7 separate regions of the Mus musculus genome follow, and regions 1, 2, 3, 5, 6 and 7 are each linked to region 4. The links are chromatin contacts, called in public HiChIP or PLAC-seq and promoter capture Hi-C maps. All regions are on one chromosome and are shown on one strand. Each heading gives the region's core, a stretch centred on a gene start, on an enhancer-like site or on the middle of the called end of the contact. The rest is flanking DNA. Distances are from core to core; before and after follow the strand shown.

Region 1 (2,700 bases), core at 160-2,659, 1.9 Mb after region 4:
GATGCATCCCATCAATCCTGAGATATGGGAAGTACTTGTAAGCTAATTATGAGGCAGCTGGTGGGAAGTAGGGCATCTACTTCCATCCACAACTCAAGCTTATCAGGATGCCCACCATCACCACCCCTCAGAAGAGCTTCCCAGGCAGTATATGGACCTGTCTTCTCTGACCAGACAGGGCTGAATATGTGCTTCAATGGGCAAAAAAATTGTGGGCTGACCATAGGTAATTTCTGTCCAGCCCACAGAGCACCTATTTGGAGGATTGTCAGGGCATGTGAGTCTCTGATCACTCATGCATCCATATATGACTGCCCCATCCCAAGCCTGTGTTTCTACACGAACACATGTGTACGTAAACCAGCGTACATGAAGCATATCTACTTAACTCAAATCATAAACCTGGAGCCAGAAAGAGCACAGAAGAATGTCAGAAATGATATGTGTAAGTTTCCTCTACGACCCAGGTCTGTGTGGTCCGGTCCCTGATGAAGCTGTGTCTGTGTCTCTACACTTCTGTGTGTATAACTAGAGTGGCTGAGCTCTGCTGTCCAGGAAAGGTCTCAAAATACATGCAGAATTGTCAGAGTTAGGTCCCTGTCCCTAAGGACTCCGTTTCTTAGTTACCATTTCAGGTGTGGGTTTGACAGAGGCTCACAAGGCCAGTTTTGGATAGGTGAGGTGTGAAAGGCTGGGATGAGGTAACCAGCAGAGATGTGAGGAGACAGACCATGTAGTGGGTGGGGAGTCCTAAAGGCTCAAAAAGGGTCCCTAGCGAGAGAAACCTGTTCACGTGACTGAATGCAGCTCGACTCCAAGAAGAGGTTTCCTGTGGGCAGGGCCTCTGTGCAGAGCTTGGAGGTGGGCAGCCACGTGGACATTTTCACTATAGAAAGGATGCCGCAGGATACACTAACCAAGTCACGCCCCAACACATCAATCACGCCCACACTACCACGCCCTCTCTCTAAATTAAGCCTGCTCAAGTCTCAGTAGGGCTGGTCCCACCTGTCACCTCTAGCCAGGGACCAACCCAGACACGAGTCAGACCCCGCCTTGTCATGAGCACGTCCCACCCCTGTTAGGTCCCACCCCTGGGATGGCCACGCCTCACTCTGCCAAGGACACAGCAATCAAGACCACGCTCTGCCTCCCTCCGACCCCGCCCTCGGAGTGGCCACGCCCACACACACCAGTCAGGCTCCGCCCGCTGTGGCGCGCGGCCTCCCGGTCCCTAAGGATCCCGCTACCTGGTCGCGCGCCGGCGCTCTGCAGCACTACTTCCCTCGGGAATTCTGGGTGGTCCCCTCCGCTGAGGCGCCATCGGGCCCAGCCGTCGCAGAGCCAGCTACGACACGAGAGCCACCAAACTCGGGGCAATAGCTGCGACAGCGAAAGCGAGGCGGGAACGGGGTCGGGACGCGGGAGCGACGCGCTCGGTCTTCGTCCGGCTCACGGCCAGACGAGAGCAATCGGAGGCCGAGCGGTGGCGGGGGTGGGGTGGGGTGGGGGGAGGCGGAGCCTTCTCGGCCCTTGGCACTGCAACCCTGAGGCACCTGCGGAATTCTGTCTTCTCCTGTAGCTGGGCTGCGGCGGCGACGCGGGTGAGTCAAGCCCACAGCCACCGATTGTGCTGGGCCCGGATGACCTGTCTCCTACGGCCGCCGCCCTCTCCTTTCCCCGGCCCCGAGAGCTGCATTGAGAAGCCTGTCAGGGACTTTGAACTGCCTGAGAGTGGCAGGTCGGGCAGGGTTGGGGATTGAGGGCGAGCGTAGGGGGGGTGTGGTTCCTAAGGCTAGGACTTTTGAGTCCTTGCACAGGACGAGCAGGTGAAATCATGCAACTGGATGCACAACTCTGTAATTCTTTTTAATAATCGCTTGTGATTTTACAGAAGGTAGGAAAACTGTTTCTAATATCTTGACTGCTTCAGTGTCCTCCAGAAATGAACTGTAATGGAAACTATAGTCAGTTCTGATATATGTAGAGTTTATTCCCTTTTCAGGTTATTGTTGTTGTTATTTGCAGTAGCCAGGGTGGATCGCAGGGTTCCTGGCATAATGAGCAGCCGGTGCTGTATCACGGAGCTAGTCACCATCTCTCCAAATTACCACTGCCTTAATTGTTTTTCAGTACGAGGAATTGAACCTAAGGCCTTCTGCATGCTAGACAAGTGTTGTACCACTAAGCAATCCAGTCCTTATTTTACTTATTAGTCTGGAGACAGGGTCTTATTAAGTTGCAAAGTCTAGCCTTGACCTTCCTTTATAGCCCAGGCAAGTCTTAAACTTTAATCCTCCTTCCTCAGGAGGGGGTGGGGTGGTGTACTGGCTAGCTTTGTGTCAACTTGACACAGCTGGAGTTATCACAGAGAAAGGAGCTTCAGTTGAGGAAATGCCTCCATGAGATCCAACTGTAAGGCATTTTCTCAATTAGTGATCAAGGGGGAAAGGCCCCTTGTGGGTGGGACCATCTCAGGGCTGGTAGTCTTAGTTCTATAAGAGAGCAGGCTGAGCAAGCCAGGTGAGGCAAGCCAATGAAGAACATCCCTCCATGGCCTCTGCATCAGCTCCTGCTTCCTGACCTGCTTGAGTTCCAGTCCTGACTTCCTTTGGTGATGAACAGCAGTATGGAAGTGTAAGCCGAATAAACCCTTTCCTCCCCAACTTGCTTCTTGGTCATGATGTTTGTGCAGGAATA
Region 2 (2,700 bases), core at 7-2,506, 1.5 Mb after region 4:
TATGACAACCACTAGGAATATGAGCTATAATGACATGTAACAGAAGCCACTGGCACAGACTTGTAAAGAACTGTTGGTTCTCGACAGGAGGGTACTGAGACGGAGAAGGATCAAGGTGACACTGGTGCTACACTCCTCACGTCCTCCAAGCTGCCCCTTCACCGGGACTCTGGCTAGTTCCCAGTTCTGGGGATGCCCACTCAGCAGCATGTGTCATGCAGGACTTCAGGGACCCCGACCCTTCTCCTGGGTTATATGTATATGACAGGGACAGCTTGGGAATGCTGTCCTTATATACAGGGTCTGGAGCTTAGGTGCTACCCAGTCCCTCAGCTCACCTGCACAATGAGAGGCCTGTCCTCGGGGCACACATCACAATACAAGTTCTCTTTGCGGTAGTTAGCATCTCTAACGAAGACCTGGGCATGTAGCATAGGGGTGTAGCATAGCTGGGCTCCATGGCGGCGGCTCAGAAGTCTCCAAGCTAGCTCACTCTGGTCCACCATGGGTGCCACCACATGTCGGGCACCCCCCAAGGTGCGGCTCCAAAACTCAAAACCCTGCAGTTTGGGCATCCTCTCCACACTAAGGGCAGAAGAGGAACAAGCGCTCATTTCAGCCATGGTATACCATCATACCCCAGGAGGGTACGAAGTTCAACTCCAGGAGCTGACCGCTCTCGTCAGCTTTTGCTGTCGGCTCTCCCAAGAACACGGTGAAAACAAGAGAGGTATCCGTAGGCACAGGGTTGAGGTGCCCTCCCTCCACCTTTCTGGCAGTGACCCTGACATACCACTCACCCTCTCTGGACCTTCTCCCCTTAAACGCCAGCCTGGTGCAGCGGGTGTGGAGGATGAACAGGTCTGTGGGACCTGCACAGCTGAGACCACCCGGCTGCACGAGGCCTGACGCCGCCTCGGATCTTGGGTTGGGAGAGTAGCGAGCACGTCAGCCTCCACGGCTCCTTTCCTGGTCGGGCCCAGAGCCCCCTGAGCTGCCCCTACCTAACCCCTGGGCTGGCTGGGGCCCGAGACCGCCACCGGACGTCCACGGGGCTTGAACTAGGACTACTTCCCGCACCGTCGGAGTTGGCCAGGGCTCGATGAAGGTCTGTGACTGCGGGCACGCTCCAAAGAAAGGGGCACACAAGGCCCCGTAGCCTCTGCCTGACCCGCGGCGCCGCCAGCAGGACCCGCACGAAGGCGGCGGGAGCCGCCAAGCGCCGTGGCTCAGACTCAGCGCAACGCCGCCGGAAGTGCCGGAGCCGGAAGCGTACTGCCAGGCGCTCCGCACCGTCTGCGGTGCAGCAAAAAATAAAGTCCTCGGAAACTGCAGCTCAGCGCTGAAGGGACCGGCCTTGTGGAAACGAGAGAGTTGAGCAAGAACAGACTGCGCATGCCCGGGGTCACGCTGTCCCTTCCAGACAATTGGCACTCGGAGGCCTTTCCTCCCACCTCTATCCCCCAACCCACCTCCGCAATCCAGGAGCAGCCCTTGGTTCTGCAGACACAAGACGTAAATTTAGTACACCACCACAATAGGAAACGAGATAAAGAATTATTACTTCAGATCCTGGGTAGAAAAGGCTACAGCAGGCCAGGCCTTTGTCGAGTAATGAGTCGCTTGCTAGAGGGAAGGAACATGCATAAAGAGATATGGGGCCGGGCAGTGGTGGCTCATGCCTTTAATCCCAGCACTTAGGAGGCAGAGGCCTGGCAGATTTCTGAGTTCGAGGCCAGCCCGGTCTACAGAGTGAGTTCCAGGACAGCCAGGGCTATACAGAGAAACCCTCCCCAGCTCTCAAAAACAAAAATAAAAAAAGTTCTCTCCTAAGTTCTTTTTGTCAGGGTATTTTAAACAGGAAACCAAACTATGGCCGTAAACTGTTACTGTTTTAATAGTAGTGATGTATTTCACTGAGAGAGATCTACCAGACTCTGCCTCCCAACACAGAATTCAAGGCCTGAACCGCCATGTCTGAGTTGTTTGACCACTCTTTAATCCTTCTACACTGCTTCCATGCACCTCGAGTTTTCAGAATCCAGAGTTTGTATCGTGCAACTCACATGCTTCCAGCCTTTCCCTCTGTGGTCAGACTTCCAACTCCACAAACCATTGAGTCCTGCTCTCCAGCCTTGGAACAATTGCTGATACATACTTTATAATGATATATGTATGTATAATGATACATGTATAACGGTATAATGATATAATGTAATATATATGCATTACTCAAGCCATTTATGATACTTTAATTTTCTGCCTTGTAAGGAAATGACAGGAAGCTGGGTGGTGACACCACACCTTTGATCCCAGCACTCAGGAGGCAGAGGCAGGAGCAGCTCTGTGAGTTGGAGGCCAGCCTGATTTAGATCAGAGCTAATTCAGGATAGCCAGGGCTACACAAAGAAACCTTATCTCGAAAAATAAAATAAAAAATAAATAAAGTAAATAAGAGGGGCAGGAGAGATGGCTCTGAGGTTAAGAGTACTAGTTGCTCTTCCAGAGGTCCTGAGGTCAGTTCCCAACACCCACAAGGCAGCTTACAACTGTCTGTAACTATAGTCTTATGGTTTCCAATGCCCTCTTCTTTTTTTTGGGGGGGGGGGGTTTCGAGACAGGCTCCCAATGCCCTCTTGTGTGCAGACATACATACCGATAAAACACCATATACAAGCCGGGCATGGTGGTGCACGCCTT
Region 3 (2,700 bases), core at 58-2,557, 1.7 Mb after region 4:
CTTCATTCCTGTTGATTTCCGGGTGTCCAGTAGTCAACTTAGATGCTCAACATATCCTCAAGACCCCAACCAAACCAAGGCCTTTCAGGCCAGGCACAGGGAACATTTTCAGTCCTGATTTGGAGGAGAGTGGCAGCCAGGAGGCTATGGGTGATCCCTTTAGCGGGTCAGCTAAGTGGAGATGCCATTGTGGAAAAGAGCAGGCCCAGACTGCTCCAAGAACCCTCAGAAATCAGCCGGTCGTTTCCCCCATTTCTGACCGGGACACTCCCCACCTCCACACTACATCTGGCTTATTTTGACATTTCTCCCCCACACATGAAAACATCCAGGACGCCACTGCAGAGCTGAGGAACAGCACCAGACCCTTGGCGGAGCAGAGCATGGCCTTTGTTTACTGCGGTGACCTTAGGTGGGGGAGGATGCTGACGCCCGGCCCAGGCCCTGCCCCCTCCGGGCCCCACCCCCAGCCTGCTGCCCTCCCCTGCCCCGCTCTCCCCTCCCCCTCCCCGCTGTCCCCCCCCGGCCCCCGCCCCCAGTCCTTTTCCCACGCCCTCTGACACCCCACCACCGAGGCCCGCTGGCCCCCGCCTCTAGGCCTCCTTCTTCCTCTCCCGGGTCCCCGACCATCCCCAGACACGCTCCGAGCTCTGCCCCCCGGCCTGCAGTCCCCAAGACCGGCCTGTCCTTCCAGCCCTTCCCCGCACCCCACCCCGACCCGCCGCGCCGCGCCCAGCCCCCCGGCCGCGCTCGCACAGCGGCCGTTGGTGTCTGGCCGAGGCCGGTGCCCGGGCCCTCGGCTGCGGGGATGCCGAACGTCCACTCCGGCCCTCCGCAGGCCTCGGCCTGCCGGGGACCCCGCCCGCCGATCCGCAAGGCCCCCGGGCGCTCGATGGCGCCGGGCCTCACCGAGATAGATGTCTCCGAAGGAGCCGCTGCCGATCTTGCGGCCCAGTCGGTACCTGTTCCCGACCCTCAGCTCCATGGCAGCGGTGCGGCTCGCTACTGCCCGCCCGGCCGCTTCCTGGGTCTGCGCTCCGGGAGGCGGCGCCGCTGCTGCCGCTACTGCGGGTCCGGTCCGACTCCGCCCCCCTCACGGCCCCGCTTTCACCATCGCTTTCCGGTCGCCCCGTCGCTCTCAGCGCCTCAATACGGGGCGGATGGGACAGTCCGAGCGCCGCCGCCGCTGCTCCGGCCCTTGCCGGCCCCGCTCGCCCTCTCCCCGCCGCGGATGGACTCGGATCTTCCGGGCCTAAATCCCCCTTCAGCTGCCTAAAGGAGCCGCCGCCATCGCGCTGTGACGTCACTTCCCCTAGCAACCCAAGGGGGCGGGGCCACCGTGCTCGGGGGCGGGGCTTGGCTACTTGATGGATTGCGCAGTCGCAACCAGGCCTGTTTCTCTGTCCCAGTGTCCACCGTTCCCGCAGGATGACTCCAGCTGGTCTCTTTGGTCTTCCCATTTGTCTCCAATAGAAGTCCGAGGAAGCTAAGCCATGTGTGGTAAGAAATGCCTGTAGTTCCAGCCCTTGGGAGTTCGAGACCAGCCTGGGCTATAGCGACCCTGCCCCTAAACAGGCAGAGAGAAGCCGAATAGCAGTTCCTTTTGTAGACCCCGGGAAAGGCCCTTTACAGATAGGGGAAAAGGGCAGAGAGGGCGGTCCAGGCCTAGCTCTGAGATCACAGGTAGACAGTTAGCTTTTGTAGGAATCACCAGTTGTGGGCTTTGAATGGTGCAAAACGTGCCTGCTGCTGCCTGCCAGCTTCTTGCACACAAGGGTGGAAGAAAAGAGGTCTTCCTGGGACCCACTGTGGGCAGGAAGGTCAGTGTTGAGTTCACTGAGGGTGTAGAGGGTATGTCTCAGACTCTGATCGCTCTCCAGGGCTGTCTGCCTGGAGAGAGAGTCAACATTTTTATCTGGTCTGCATTGGATCTGCATGTTCCCCTGGCAAACACAAACATGAATTCTGAAGTTCAGGCTGACGGCCAGCTTCCAAGACTTGGCTGTCCATTCTGACCACTGAGGAGGGACTCTGGAGGAGCTACCACACAGGAGGTGCCCCCTAACCAGGAGGGGACAACCTTCCAAATAGATGCTTTTCTAGGCCCACTCTCACCCAGCCAGAAACACGAGAGTCACAGATGAGTGTAATGCTTCTATTTGGTCAGCTAGCACCCGTAGCATCTGCACAGGGTATCACGCTGCATGACAACTCAGCAGCCCTGCAGAAGCACGTGGAGCTGACATGTCTTCTAGTCTCCCAGCTCCACCACCCTTCCTTTTGGTGGTCCTGCAGTGCCTGCCTGCACACAGTTGGCAGTCAGGTTGGGGAGCATTACACAGCCGGAGACAGAAGACACCACAAGGCAAACTGAAACCAGTGGTCACTGAGCGGCAGGTATGGGAACTGCCTAGCTTTTTAGTCCAGGAGTCAGAGCCAGATGCGGCCAAACTAGTAAAAATAATCTTACTGACAGAATTCAAGTATAATTTTTTTTCTGTTGATGAACAATACCTAACTTCATCTGAGAAGCCCCTATATTGAACTGAAAACAGCAAACCTGGTATCTGGCCTAACCTCTCTCTTACCAACCTCGGGCCTGATCTTTGCCTAGCGGTCTTCCCTCTGGGAGCACCTGCTCTGTCTGGAATAGAGAGCCGAGGGTGTGAGCTGCTGCGTGCCTAGGGCTCTGCACACCCT
Region 4 (2,700 bases), core at 49-2,548:
CTTGGCTGCCAACTTGCCTACATCTGGGATTACCGAAAACCCAAGCTGGGTATCATTAAAAATGGGAGGGACCAATCTTCCTGGTCTAGTGAGTTCCAGGGCAGCTAGGGCTAGGTAGAGACCCTACCTCAAAACAACAACAACAACAACAATCCTGGCTTGGTGTGGCACACCTTTAACCCCACCATCTGGGAGGCAGAGGCAGGGAATCTCTGAGTTTGAGGCCAGCCTGGTCTACAAAGAATTCCAGGACGGCCAGGGCTCCAAAGAGAAAGTCTCAAAAAAAAAAAGGAAAAAAGAAAAGGACAGAAACAAAAAGACAAAGCTCATTTGGCCTCCCTTAAATGCTCCTAAACACACACCAGCAGCATGACCGACCATTCACTCAAAAAAAAAAAAAAAAAAAAAAAATCCAGCTCCAACTCAACGACAACATCAGCATCTCTCTTCTACAGTCCGGCCATCACCCCCGCCTCCTCTTCTAACTCCAAATCCAGACACCAAGATAAACTTTCAAACTGTAAGCCCGATCCTGTCAATTTTGCTTAGAGCCCTGCAGTGGCTTCCAGCGGTATTTAGGAATGAATCTCAAAATCTTTACCCAGGCGTTTAAAACATGACAGGGGGTTCTTTTTCTGTTCCTGGCACAGGTCTGGCCATGGCTTCGAGAAGCCAGGGTCACCCTGGTGATTATGAACGCCTCTGGGAGCTCTCTCTCGGCTCTTTTAACTGTCCCCTACCAATCTACCTACTCTACCCAGCTGCTCATTCTCTTGTTTTCCCAATTCCCACCGCCTGAAGCACTTTGGCTTCGTGTTTTTCGCCTCCCTAGAAAGCTTTAAACTCCCTAAGGCGAGAACCCACCAGACTTAGAGCCGCGACTTCCCCATCAAAGCTCGGGGCACCTCGGGGGACACACATGGCGATCCGCTCGCTACACGAGCCACTGAAGAGCCTGGCTGACTGCAGCCCCGGGGGAGCAGGCCGGAGCTCTGGGGCGGAGCCGCTCGTCGCCGCCGGGCCTAACCCCGTCCTACCGGGGCCCGGCCCCCAACCTCCCCCGCCTCGAGGCCCGCGCCCCACCGTAGGCGTAGATGCCGCGCAGCAGGTCCTCTCGCAGGCCCATGGTGTCGAACGTGGGGGTCACGTCCACCTCCTCGCTCGTCTCGAACTCCACTTTGGTCATGTCCTCCTCTTTGAGCAGCCGCTTCCGCGCCGAGCCAGACGTCGCCATCGTGGCGTTAGCCGCCATGATCCGGATTCCGCAGAAAGACAACTGCAAGCCGCGGCGGGAACCGGATGTAAGGCGCGCGCCGCCGGCCCGGTCGGGAGGAAGTGACGCGCCGCAGCGCCGCGGAAGAGCGTCAAGAGGGGCGGAAGGCACGGCGCTCCAGGTCTCGCGATATTCCGCGCTCCGCGGGATTCGGCGAGAGGCTGGGCTTGCCGTCGCTAAGCGCCTGCGGCTCTCCGTACTCTCGGCTCCTTGGATGTCCGCAGCCGGCTCGGGATAGGGATGTGGGTCTCTGGGAGGAGCAAGACGGACGCCAGGGTGTCCCCGAGGGTACGGGGCAAGGGAAGATGGCACCGCCCGATGGGCTCCGCGCTCCTTCGCAGCTGACTGCGTTGCCATGGCAACCGCAGCGCTAAGCGGCGGGAGAATCAAGCTGCTCGCCCGGGGTGGCTGGGGAAATCAGTGGGGACCGAGGGGAGAGCAGGGGCCGCCTAAGCTGCCATCACATCTGAGAATCCTTCAGAGCCGCTGACCCCAGTCACTCTGAAGAATCCTGATTTTCAACGTAGGCTCCACAAGGGCTTTGCTCCTTACTGGGGCACGTCTGTCTGTCTGTTTTGTTTGTTTCTGAGGGTGGATCGAGCCGTACCCCGAGTTCTAGCAAACATTCATTTGCACTTGGCCTCTTTCCTTTTTTCTGCTTTTGAGGAAAGATGACTAAATCGTTAAGAGCCGTTACTCCTCTTCCAGGGAACCTTGTTATGCTCCAGCGCTTAGACCGTGTGACTCACAACAGCCTGTCTTCCCCAGCTCCAAGCGATCCAGTACTTCTGGCCTCTGTGGGGGCCACACTCACACAAACACACACTAACACAAATCTTTTAAAGCTACTATAAGAAACCTCATTTTGTGTAGATATGTTTCGTTATAACCAGATTATCTTTTCATGGAGAAGTTGTGGGTTGCAGTATGTCCGCCCAAAAATAAATAAATAAATAAATAAATAAATAAAACAAGTTATCACCTCCTTCCCTAGAGAGCTCTGCTCTTGCTCTGGTATCAGGATTTGTCCAGACCAGGTAAACGATTGAAGACACAGAGCTGGCCACCCTTCTGGGACTAAACAACTGAGTTCCAAGTTCTCTTGCCTTCTCACTCCACAAGGATTTATTCCTGGTGCTCATGCAGTTTGGCAAGCCTGACTTTAAGGGTGGTTTTGCAATCTCTGCTGTAAAGTACACGTGGATTTTAATGACCTCCTAAGAAAAGAATGGAAAGTCTCCATTTCATACTGCCTGTTGAAATGAGTCTAATTATAGTTTGGGGATACTGTTTAAAATGCAGCTTAATTGCACTGTTTGTTACTTCATCAGATGTAACAACTAAAAAGGGCTTTATTGTGTTCCTATTGGGCCACTCTGCTCACATATCTTTGCCTATTGTGTCTGCGTATATTTGTGTATGTTCCT
Region 5 (2,700 bases), core at 23-2,522, 1.9 Mb after region 4:
TCACACAGAAGGAAAACTATAGTGACCTCATAAAAAGCAGATAGGCTGGGAGGGCATCTCAGTGTTAAAGAAGTGTGCCCAGCTTGCAAGGCAGGGAGGGTATCTCAGTGTTAGAGTGTGCCTAGCATGCAAGGGGGTCGGTCCTGCATGCCATCTGAAAGAAAAGGCACCCTGAGGGTTAATGAAACATGCTTTATCAAGGCCTTGTATTGAGAACCTCTAATAGAACACAAAGAAGCTGTTTACGTCGCTTTTTAGATTGGGGGTGGGGTGGGGGGTGGGAAGCCTTACCGACCAGCAGGGACCAAGACCGGATGCCTGGAGCCCTCTTCAGATGGAGGCGGGTGCTGGTGCGTGTCTCCACCTGCATATACATTCTTGGAACCTGGGCTCTACTGCACAGCCGACCAGGCTTGGAAAAACACAACTGAAGCCTGCAACCAGTGCACATAGGCAGCACCTCATTAGTCCAGTCAGGAGGCCAGGGGAAGGTCCACAGCAGACCCCGAACACCTTTCTCTTATGAGCCCACTTAACTCACAATTATGTATGGGCATCGGGGCTACACAGCTCACAAATTTGGTGTTGGTCTGAACTCACTTCCAAGCCCCCAGTCTTGTGAACCCTTTTCTTGACTGAACTCTTATCTTTAAGTTGTTCCATTAGTAAGCCCCCTCCCCCTCCCCCGCCCCGACACACACACACACAACTCAGGCTTCCGGCACCTTACCCGAATCTTCCAGAAACAACTCTTCCCACCAAGAACGGGAAGTGAAAGTACCATCGTGTATGAGTCTCTACATTCATAAGCTGTCAGATCCCTGTTATTGACGCCAGACTACCTAACAATGGCCCAAATGCGCCGAATTAATGGGACACTGCGGCAGGACGTCTGGAGATTAACACCCAAGGCCCCAGTTCTGAGTGGCTCCTTGGATTCCCAGGGGCAATCAAGCTTCATACCCTACATCCTCAAGAATCCTAGTTAGGCACATAACTTGCCTCCCTCTGGCTTCAGTTACCAACAAGCTCCACTAGCGGCCCGTTACGCTGGCTCCTCCTCCGGAGTGCACACGCCCGGCTTCCTCAATTTGCCTTGCGCCTGGTCCAGATCCGCAAGCGATGACCCGCACAGGGCTCGGCGGGTCGGAACCCGAAAAGTTGTAGGACACGCACCTATGCGGACAACGAGGGACTTGTAGGAGAATGAGTGGGAGAGAACAGCCCCTCGAACTTCCGGACTTCTGTTCCGCAGACTTCCGGGATAAGAGCTGGGTGGGAACCTCCCAGGGGTGGAGACTGAGTGATTACGCAGTCGGGGGTTGTGCCTTTGTGCTTCACACTCCTGGGGACAGGGACAGGTAGGGCACCTGAATTTAGCCCCTTGGCCAACCAAGAAAGATGTCACTCAAGGAGGTTTCCTAGTTAAGCAGGATATGGGCGTGGTTTAGAAGCCTGGGGAGTGAGTGGATCTGGATTGGGTTTTTTTGTTTGTTTGTTTTTGGGGGGTTTTTTGGGTTTTCCAGACAAGGTTTCTCTGTGTAGCTCTGGCTGGCCTGGAACTCAGAGGGATCTTCATGCTTCTGCCTCCCGAATGCTGGGATTAAAGGTGTGTGCCACCGCCTCCTGGCTAGATCTGTAATTTTCAGGAAATGATAAGAGGTCATATTCACCAGATGCCTAAGGTATAGCAAACATGATCTGACTACCCGAGGTCAATCTAACAAAAGATGCACAATAAATGAAAGTGGGGACATGGCCACTCCTAGGTATTGTTGACGAGTTTCTTATTGTAAATGTGAGGGAAAGCACATATGGAAGCGTCTGGTTGAACATGTCCAGCAGAATAGAGCCATGAGAGGAAAGAGAGAGGGGCAGAGTAAGAGATGAAGAGAGGCGAGATGGAGACAAAAGACCAAGAGGGCAGACAGCACGTAGTCACGATGTCAGATGTCAGCACGTAGTCACGATGTCTGGGTTTTATAGGCAAAGAGAAGTTGGAGGGAAGGGAAGGGAAGGGGAGGGGAGTTGAGGGGAGGGAAGGGAAGGGAAGGCAGGGGCTTGGGCAGGGTTAGAGAGGTCTAGGGTAGTGGGCAAGAGCTGAGGAGTCAGGACTCTGTAACAGGTACTTGCTGAGAGCATGGCCATCATCTACTTTGATGGTCAATAGGCACCTCAGTTAGCCATTTGTCCCCGGTTTCTTTCAGACCTAACACACAATAACTAGTGACGTAAAACCTGGATCACATGTTCCTATTTTGTAGTTTGCCTCCAACATACCTACGATGATCTGTGGGTGCTAGGACGGCATGCTGGAGCAGAGATTTCCATTACTTTACCGTTCTCTTTAGATCTACTTGTTATGGGATTCCTAATTTTATAATGACTTTATAAAAGTACACAGCATGACCCTTGAAGTTTTGTCAATTTATAGTTACAGTATATACTGAGAAAACTGGATGAGGCAGTCTCTCTCTAATATTTACTTATTTATTTTATGTATAGGAATACACTGTAGCTGTCTTCAGACACACCAGAAGAGGGCATCAGATCCCATTGCAAATGGTTGTGAGCCACCATGTGGTTGCTGGGAATTGAACCTCAGGACCTCTGGGAAAGTAGCTAGTACTCTTTACTATTGAGCCAACTCTCGATCCCTGTTTTTTGTTGTTTTTGCTTGTCTGTATGATGTGCGTGTGT
Region 6 (2,700 bases), core at 130-2,629, 1.6 Mb after region 4:
CTGGTTCTCATGGAGCAGTTTCATAAAAGATTCCAGGATACAGGTGGAAGGGCAGTGACCTCTGAGGTCCTCCCTGTGGGGACATCAATGATCTCCATCTCTTCATGACTAGCCCATCCCTTGGAGTCGCTGTTATCCTCCACCTGCTATTCCCAGGGAGGACCGACCTGTACCCAGGCAGGAGCCCTGGAGAATACAGCCTGTTCTTGTTTCCTGCAGCTCTCCCTGGGCCCCAGCTGCCAGAGCAGTGATTGAAACCTACACTGATGCCGATTCTAAATAAAGACTGCTGGAAACTGGATCCCACTTCAGTCCGAATGGTCTGAATGGCCTTTGATTCAGTTAACTTGTGATTCTTTTTCTGCACCCAACATAGCAAGAATAAAACATGAAATCAAAAGAAAAAAAAAAATCAGGAAGCTTTCACTGACGTATGCTAAAATTAGTAGCTGAAAATATGGTTAAAAGCAAGACTTTTACACAGTCAAGCACCTCCCCAAATGGTGTTTATTATTTACAATAAGAAAATAGAAACCTGGGGGCTGGTGAGATGGCTCAGTGGGTAAGAGCACCCGACTGCTCTTCTAAAGGTCCTGAGTTCAAATCCCAGCAACCACATAGTGGCTCACAACCATCTGTAGTAGGATCTGATGCCCTCTTCTAATGTGTCTGAAGACAGCTGCAGTGTACTTACATATAATAAATAAATAAATCTTAAAAAAAAAAGGAAAGAAAACAGAAACCTTGTTATTTATTTAGATTTTAAGACAGAGTCTCTACATAGCTCTGGCTGTCCTGGAACTATGCAGACCAGGCCGGCCTCGAAATAACAGAAATCCGCCTGCCTCTGCCCCCAAATCCTGGGATTTTAAAGCATGTGCCACCATGCCGAGTAGAAAATAATAACTTTATGTTAGCCCCTTGGCAGCCACCACTTAAACCACTCAAACCTTGGCGACGAAAGTATTCCCCAGTAATGGGGCGTTTGCCTTCTGGGAGGCACGAGCGCGCCATTTTCTTGTTTAAAATGTGTAACTTAATTGTGTAAAATATCGGGCCAAGCCAGGATGACAAGTAGTCTACAAGATAATGGACTAATGAAGTCAGTGAGGGACTGAAGCGCTGTGAAGCGCGTGTGGCTAATCACGAGGTAGGCGTTTGGGAGTCTGAGTCAAAGAAAGCTACAGGGGAGCAAGAACCTGATGCGATGACCGTCCACTCACCGCGTGTGCCAGGACGGTCCCAGCGGAATTAGCTTCGTCTCCCGCGTGCGACCTAGAGCTGCGCCAGCTGGGACCCGGGTCTCCAGGATTCCGAGCGCCAGCACTCTCCCGCCCGAACCTACAGCGCGGGCCACGTTACCATAGCGACTGGAGTCAGTAACCTTGGTCCCGGTGCACCCTGAGCGGCGCTCCGATCCCGCCGGGCAGAAACAGGAGTCTCAACACAAAAGAGTTCCGACCTGTGCGCTGGTACCGAAGGAAGAGACGCTTGGGGTTCCGTGGCCTAGCAGACTCCCTGAGTAGTGCGAGCCAGTGAGCAAGGACCTACACCTACGGGGCCCTGTGCCCTCCCCCAGCTGTCCTGAGGGTCCCCAAGGTGCCCATTCTGGAGTCCCAAAGGGCTAACTTCAGCTTAGCAGGAGGTGCCTGTAGGCGGAGGGACTGGGAGCTCAGGGATGGAACCTGCAAGTCGTGGGTGGGAAGTTATTCTGGGACTCAGGTTTTCCCTTTGTAGACTGCACATGAGACTGTAACAAGGGTGCACATGGCAAGAGTGGGTGGAGGTTGCACCTAGGGCATGTCGCCAGGCGGAGAGGGCTAAGTGAAGAAGTTGATCCTCTTTCAGAGCCCTGGGTAAGGCGCAGTCACAAGAAGTCCATCCACGATTTGGTCTGAAACCCCAAGCATCAAAAGGTGAATGATCCTCCAAGACCCCAGCTTTCATGGAGCGTGTCCTGGACTAAGAAGAGTTGGATGGAATGGGGCTGGTTGCTGGGAAGGGCCTGCATGAGCCCCAGGAATTCGTTGTAGGCTCGCCTTTGTCTTTCTTTAAATCCTTAGGTCATCTGAGGGCCAGGGAGATGGCTCTGTGGATGTGTCAGTCTGATGACCTGATTCACACTCTGGGACCCACAGAATGGAAGGAGAGAACCAATTCCCATGAGTCTTCCCTATCCCCCATATGTTATGGTCTGCACGTTCACACAGTCACAAATAATAAAAAGAATGGTATTCTTATCTCTTTATACTGAAGAAGTTAAACTGTGGCCTGGTCCTGGAACTGGCATACACACCTAAACCAGCATAATTCCTAGGGGATGGGGAGTGTCTGGGAATCCCCTCCTCCAGGAGGGCAGTATCAAGAAGTCTAGTCATTCCTACTTTCCTGTCCTATATCCTGCCGTCTTCCTCTACCCGTCAGTCTCTTTCCCTCAACTTGCTGTCCCCACTTCCTGACAGCAAATGCTTGGTGTTTGAACCTTCCCCCAACCAGCTTGTCTTTGTAGCCTTCTTCTCAGCCAGGGAGTCCCCTGAACTTCTAGGGGCCTTCTGTTCTATTAGAAAGTGAGGTAACCTCAACTGCCAGTTCTTTGCTGTCAAATGTAAAACCCTTGCCTTAATTGAGGGGTCCAAGGGTCAGCCCCATTCCACAAGTATGTTCACACCCCTTGTCTCTGCCTCACTCTGTCACAGGAGC
Region 7 (2,700 bases), core at 177-2,676, 1.3 Mb after region 4:
TCGGCCCAGCAGGGCCTCCTTGTACTTTCGGAGGCTTTCATCGTCCTTGTCCAGTTCCTGGATCTCCTGGATGCTCTTCTGGGCTGGAGGCTTGTAGTTCACAGAGTGCTCATCTTCCTCATTCTCTGCAGCTATCTGCGCAAGCTGCTCAGCAGTGGGTTCCTGTTCTGCCATGCTTACCTCTAGCTTGGGACACCTGTGGGCGGGGCATGAGCAGGACTGTGACAGCCTGGAGGCATTCCACCCTAGGCAGACCCTGACACCTGCAGGACACCTGACTGGAACTTTGAGAGGATGCTGCCACTGCCCTACGCAGAGGCCCATTTGAGAGGACTAGAACCCCAAGCAACGAAATGGGACCACAGCCTGTTCCTCAGAGAAGCAAAACACCTTTCCTCCCCACTAAGAATAAGCCTCCAGACCGAACTGAACTGGCAGACGCAACACTAAATCCCTGGGGTCCTGTTGCTGTCCCTAGCTGCCCAGGCTCTCATCTTACTGGGTTGGGTCATGGAGGTAAGTTCTCCGACAGGGAGATGCTCTGTATGTTAGCCACGTGCAGGACAAGGGTCTGTTTGTTCGTCCCTTCCAATGGAATACTGTCCTAAGCTCAACTATGTGATGACCGCTTAAATCCCAAGAGCCCAAAGGGGATCCTAAATACGCAGGTCTGTCCTCTCTAGTGAGGGTCTGCGTATGCAACTTGGGAGCTAGTGCACCGCTTGCAAATAAATCTCAGGAGCCTGTTTCTGGGCCCTGACCCTAAACCTTTAGTGGCGGTGAGGAACCAACCAGGACGGAAGCGCCTAGATGCCTTTCAGTTCCGCAGATTCCCAAACGTCTCTCGGAAACCCACTGTGATGCCTACAGGCAATGCGCAGCGGTCCCGGGAAGAGCCCGGCCGTTGTCCCTCTGAGAGGTGTCCGCCAAGGAAACACATAAAGCGGCGGTCCGAAACCCGGAGGCTACAGACAACCCCACCCGACGCCAAGCGTGGCCGCCGGCGACAGCATCAGGGCGCGGCCCGCACTTCCGTAGAGCCCGCAATCCGAGCGGGGCGGGGCCGCGCGGCGGGAGCCCCGGGCCAGGCCCCGCGCCGGACCCCGCCCGCGAGGCCGAGGAAGGGGGTCCCCTGGTAGCAGGCGCGCAGGCCCGGGGGGCCGCGGCCCCTCCGGCAGGACCTGCGCTGCCGCCCTGGCCCGCCCCGCCCGCCCGCCCGGGTGACCGCGCCCCGCCCGCGAGCGCCGCAGTCGCCCGCGACGCCGCACAAAGCCAACCCACTCCCCTCCCGCACTGCACCGCGCTGCGCCACGCGCCCACTCACCGGAGGCTCGACCGCCGCTCTCGCGCTCCCTCCCGCACCAAATGACGAACGTCGTCCGCCGCCCGCCGCTCGGACGGTCACTTCCGGGGTCACAAGACTTCCGCTCTCGCGGGCGGGGTCGCCTTGCGCATGCGCCGCCAGGGGGCGCGGGTCGGCGCCGTCGCCATTTTGCTGCGGGCCTCGTGGGCGCGTCCCGCGTGGGCCGGCGCCCTCGCGCCTTCTGCCGAATGCCGGGTGCGAGGGTTTGTGGGACACGAGAGCCGGCTCTTCCAGAGCAGCGTCGCGCGGCCATTCTGTGGCTCCCAGGGTTCCCTGATTGCCGTGCCTGGCCCTTGTCCCATTGTCCTCAGAGTCAACAGAACCACAGTCCTCACCGACCGCAGTGCCCTGTAGCTGTGCTGCCTGGCGCATTGCTCTGGGGACTGCGTGCCCCCCGAGCCCCCGTATGTTAGAAGTTGTATGGTTTTGCTGTGAGGAGCGGTTTTCCTTGGAACGGGCTGCCTGCCTATCTTGAACCTCATCCCTGAGACGCGCCCGCCTCTGCCTCCAGGATGCTGAGATTGAAGGCGTGCACCATCACCGCCAGGCGTGTTTCACGACGCTGAGGATGGAGCCTCCTTAGTGGAGGGCCTGGCTGGGGGGGTTCCCGGTCGTGTGCTTGTGCCAGCCACTCCAGTTCCTCCTGAGGAGTCTCAGTTCCTGCTACTCCGTGAGGGCACTCCATGTTGGCTTCTTCTGAGTGTAGCCTCAGACTGAGGGGAGGCAGGAATTTAAGGGGCACTACGGGGACTTCTATAGCTTAATCCCACAAAAGCCATCGCTTCTGGCCTGCTCTGTTGGCCACACCTGCCCCTGTGGTATCCAGGAAACAGCTGTTGGCTCCGGAGAGTCATCAAACTTAAAAGATGAGGAATCCAATGGCCTCCACTCTCCATCTTCAGTTGTGGCCCAGTTATTTTACACAAGCACGCATACCCTCTGGCTATACATCAATCTGAAGCAAACCAAGTGTTCTTTCAAGCTCATTTATTTTTATCTCTAAGGAAGATGGATTTGCAATATCATTACCCTACATCCAGGTAGCTGCTCTTCTATGCAGAACTATTCTAAAACAAAAAGCCACGTGACTATCCCCACTCTTACTGTATGATGAATTTGGCTGGCCTTCCACCTACACACAGGTGTGCCCAACGAAGTGTGTCAAGCTGGCTTTTCAGGAGGCTCATGGTCCTCCAACTGGATGAGCCTGGTTTATTGAGCTCTGTGCCACCCACAATTCCCTGGTTTGACGCTCAAAGTACAAATCTTCCAAAGCTGCGTTTTTATGTTTATGCATATCAATATTTTGAAGTAGTCTCTGAACCACTTGTGTGCAG

Evidence for each region. Promoter capture Hi-C pulls out the DNA fragments that hold promoters and counts their contacts. HiChIP or PLAC-seq counts read pairs in DNA pulled down with a chosen protein or histone mark. Capture Hi-C pulls out chosen DNA fragments and counts their contacts.
Region 1: a promoter capture Hi-C map of pre-B cells shows a contact between it and region 4, with 4 times the contacts expected there. The contact joins the promoter of Ogfod3 here to the promoter of Eif4a3 in region 4. A contact is called at or near these places in 1 of 39 promoter capture datasets (pre-B cells) and 1 of 9 other capture datasets (liver).
Region 2: a promoter capture Hi-C map of pre-B cells shows a contact between it and region 4, with 4 times the contacts expected there. The contact joins the promoter of Dus1l here to the promoter of Eif4a3 in region 4. A contact is called at or near these places in 1 of 39 promoter capture datasets (pre-B cells), 1 of 484 Hi-C or Micro-C datasets (embryonic stem cells), 2 of 115 datasets of contacts at active chromatin or transcription factors (pancreatic cancer cells and stem cell-derived neural progenitor cells) and 1 of 9 other capture datasets (liver).
Region 3: a contact with region 4 is called in a promoter capture Hi-C map of pre-B cells, with 5 times the contacts expected there. The contact joins the promoter of Csnk1d here to the promoter of Eif4a3 in region 4. A contact is called at or near these places in 2 of 39 promoter capture datasets (liver and pre-B cells) and 2 of 115 datasets of contacts at active chromatin or transcription factors (large pre-B cells and pancreatic cancer cells).
Region 5: a promoter capture Hi-C map of liver shows a contact between it and region 4, with 2.9 times the contacts expected there. The contact joins the promoter of Cybc1 here to the promoter of Eif4a3 in region 4. A contact is called at or near these places in 3 of 39 promoter capture datasets (the C10 cell line, liver and pre-B cells) and 1 of 9 other capture datasets (liver).
Region 6: an HNF4G HiChIP or PLAC-seq map of pancreatic cancer cells shows a contact between it and region 4. The contact joins the promoter of Ccdc57 here to the promoter of Eif4a3 in region 4.
Region 7: a contact with region 4 is called in a promoter capture Hi-C map of pre-B cells, with 2.6 times the contacts expected there. The contact joins the promoter of Arhgdia here to the promoter of Eif4a3 in region 4. A contact is called at or near these places in 2 of 39 promoter capture datasets (erythroid cells and pre-B cells), 1 of 484 Hi-C or Micro-C datasets (B cells) and 1 of 115 datasets of contacts at active chromatin or transcription factors (pancreatic cancer cells).

What each region holds. Positions count from the first base shown.
Region 1 is chr11:121,203,239-121,205,938 of GRCm38.p6, forward strand. Ogfod3 (2-oxoglutarate and iron-dependent oxygenase domain containing 3) reads right to left here and starts at 1,410. Exons shown (of 9, transcript NM_025402.2): 1 at 1,251-1,410. The coding sequence starts at 1,324. It also overlaps a transcript of Hexdc not described here.
Region 2 is chr11:120,795,139-120,797,838 of GRCm38.p6, forward strand. Dus1l (dihydrouridine synthase 1-like (S. cerevisiae)) reads right to left here and starts at 1,257. Exons shown (of 14, transcript NM_026824.4): 1 at 1,005-1,257; 2 at 339-585. The coding sequence starts at 575.
Region 3 is chr11:120,990,026-120,992,725 of GRCm38.p6, forward strand. It overlaps Csnk1d (casein kinase 1, delta), which reads right to left and starts at 1,308. Exons shown (of 10, transcript NM_027874.2): 1 at 910-1,308. The coding sequence starts at 985. It overlaps LOC115486436 (a long non-coding RNA gene), which reads left to right and starts at 1,339. Exons shown (of 2, transcript XR_003949839.1): 1 at 1,339-2,700.
Region 4 is chr11:119,298,745-119,301,444 of GRCm38.p6, forward strand. Eif4a3 (eukaryotic translation initiation factor 4A3) reads right to left here and starts at 1,299. Exons shown (of 12, transcript NM_138669.1): 1 at 1,084-1,299. The coding sequence starts at 1,252.
Region 5 is chr11:121,228,037-121,230,736 of GRCm38.p6, forward strand. Cybc1 (cytochrome b 245 chaperone 1) reads right to left here and starts at 1,273. Exons shown (of 7, transcript NM_144832.2): 1 at 1,003-1,273; 2 at 292-434. The coding sequence starts at 376.
Region 6 is chr11:120,931,493-120,934,192 of GRCm38.p6, forward strand. It overlaps Ccdc57 (coiled-coil domain containing 57), which reads right to left and starts at 1,380. Exons shown (of 19, transcript NM_027745.1): 1 at 1,224-1,380. It overlaps A430102A20Rik (a long non-coding RNA gene), which reads left to right and starts at 1,372. Exons shown (of 3, transcript XR_880367.2): 1 at 1,372-1,599; 2 at 1,849-1,916; 3 at 2,064-2,520.
Region 7 is chr11:120,580,198-120,582,897 of GRCm38.p6, forward strand. Arhgdia (Rho GDP dissociation inhibitor (GDI) alpha) reads right to left here and starts at 1,427. Exons shown (of 6, transcript NM_133796.8): 1 at 1,325-1,427; 2 at 1-196. The coding sequence starts at 174.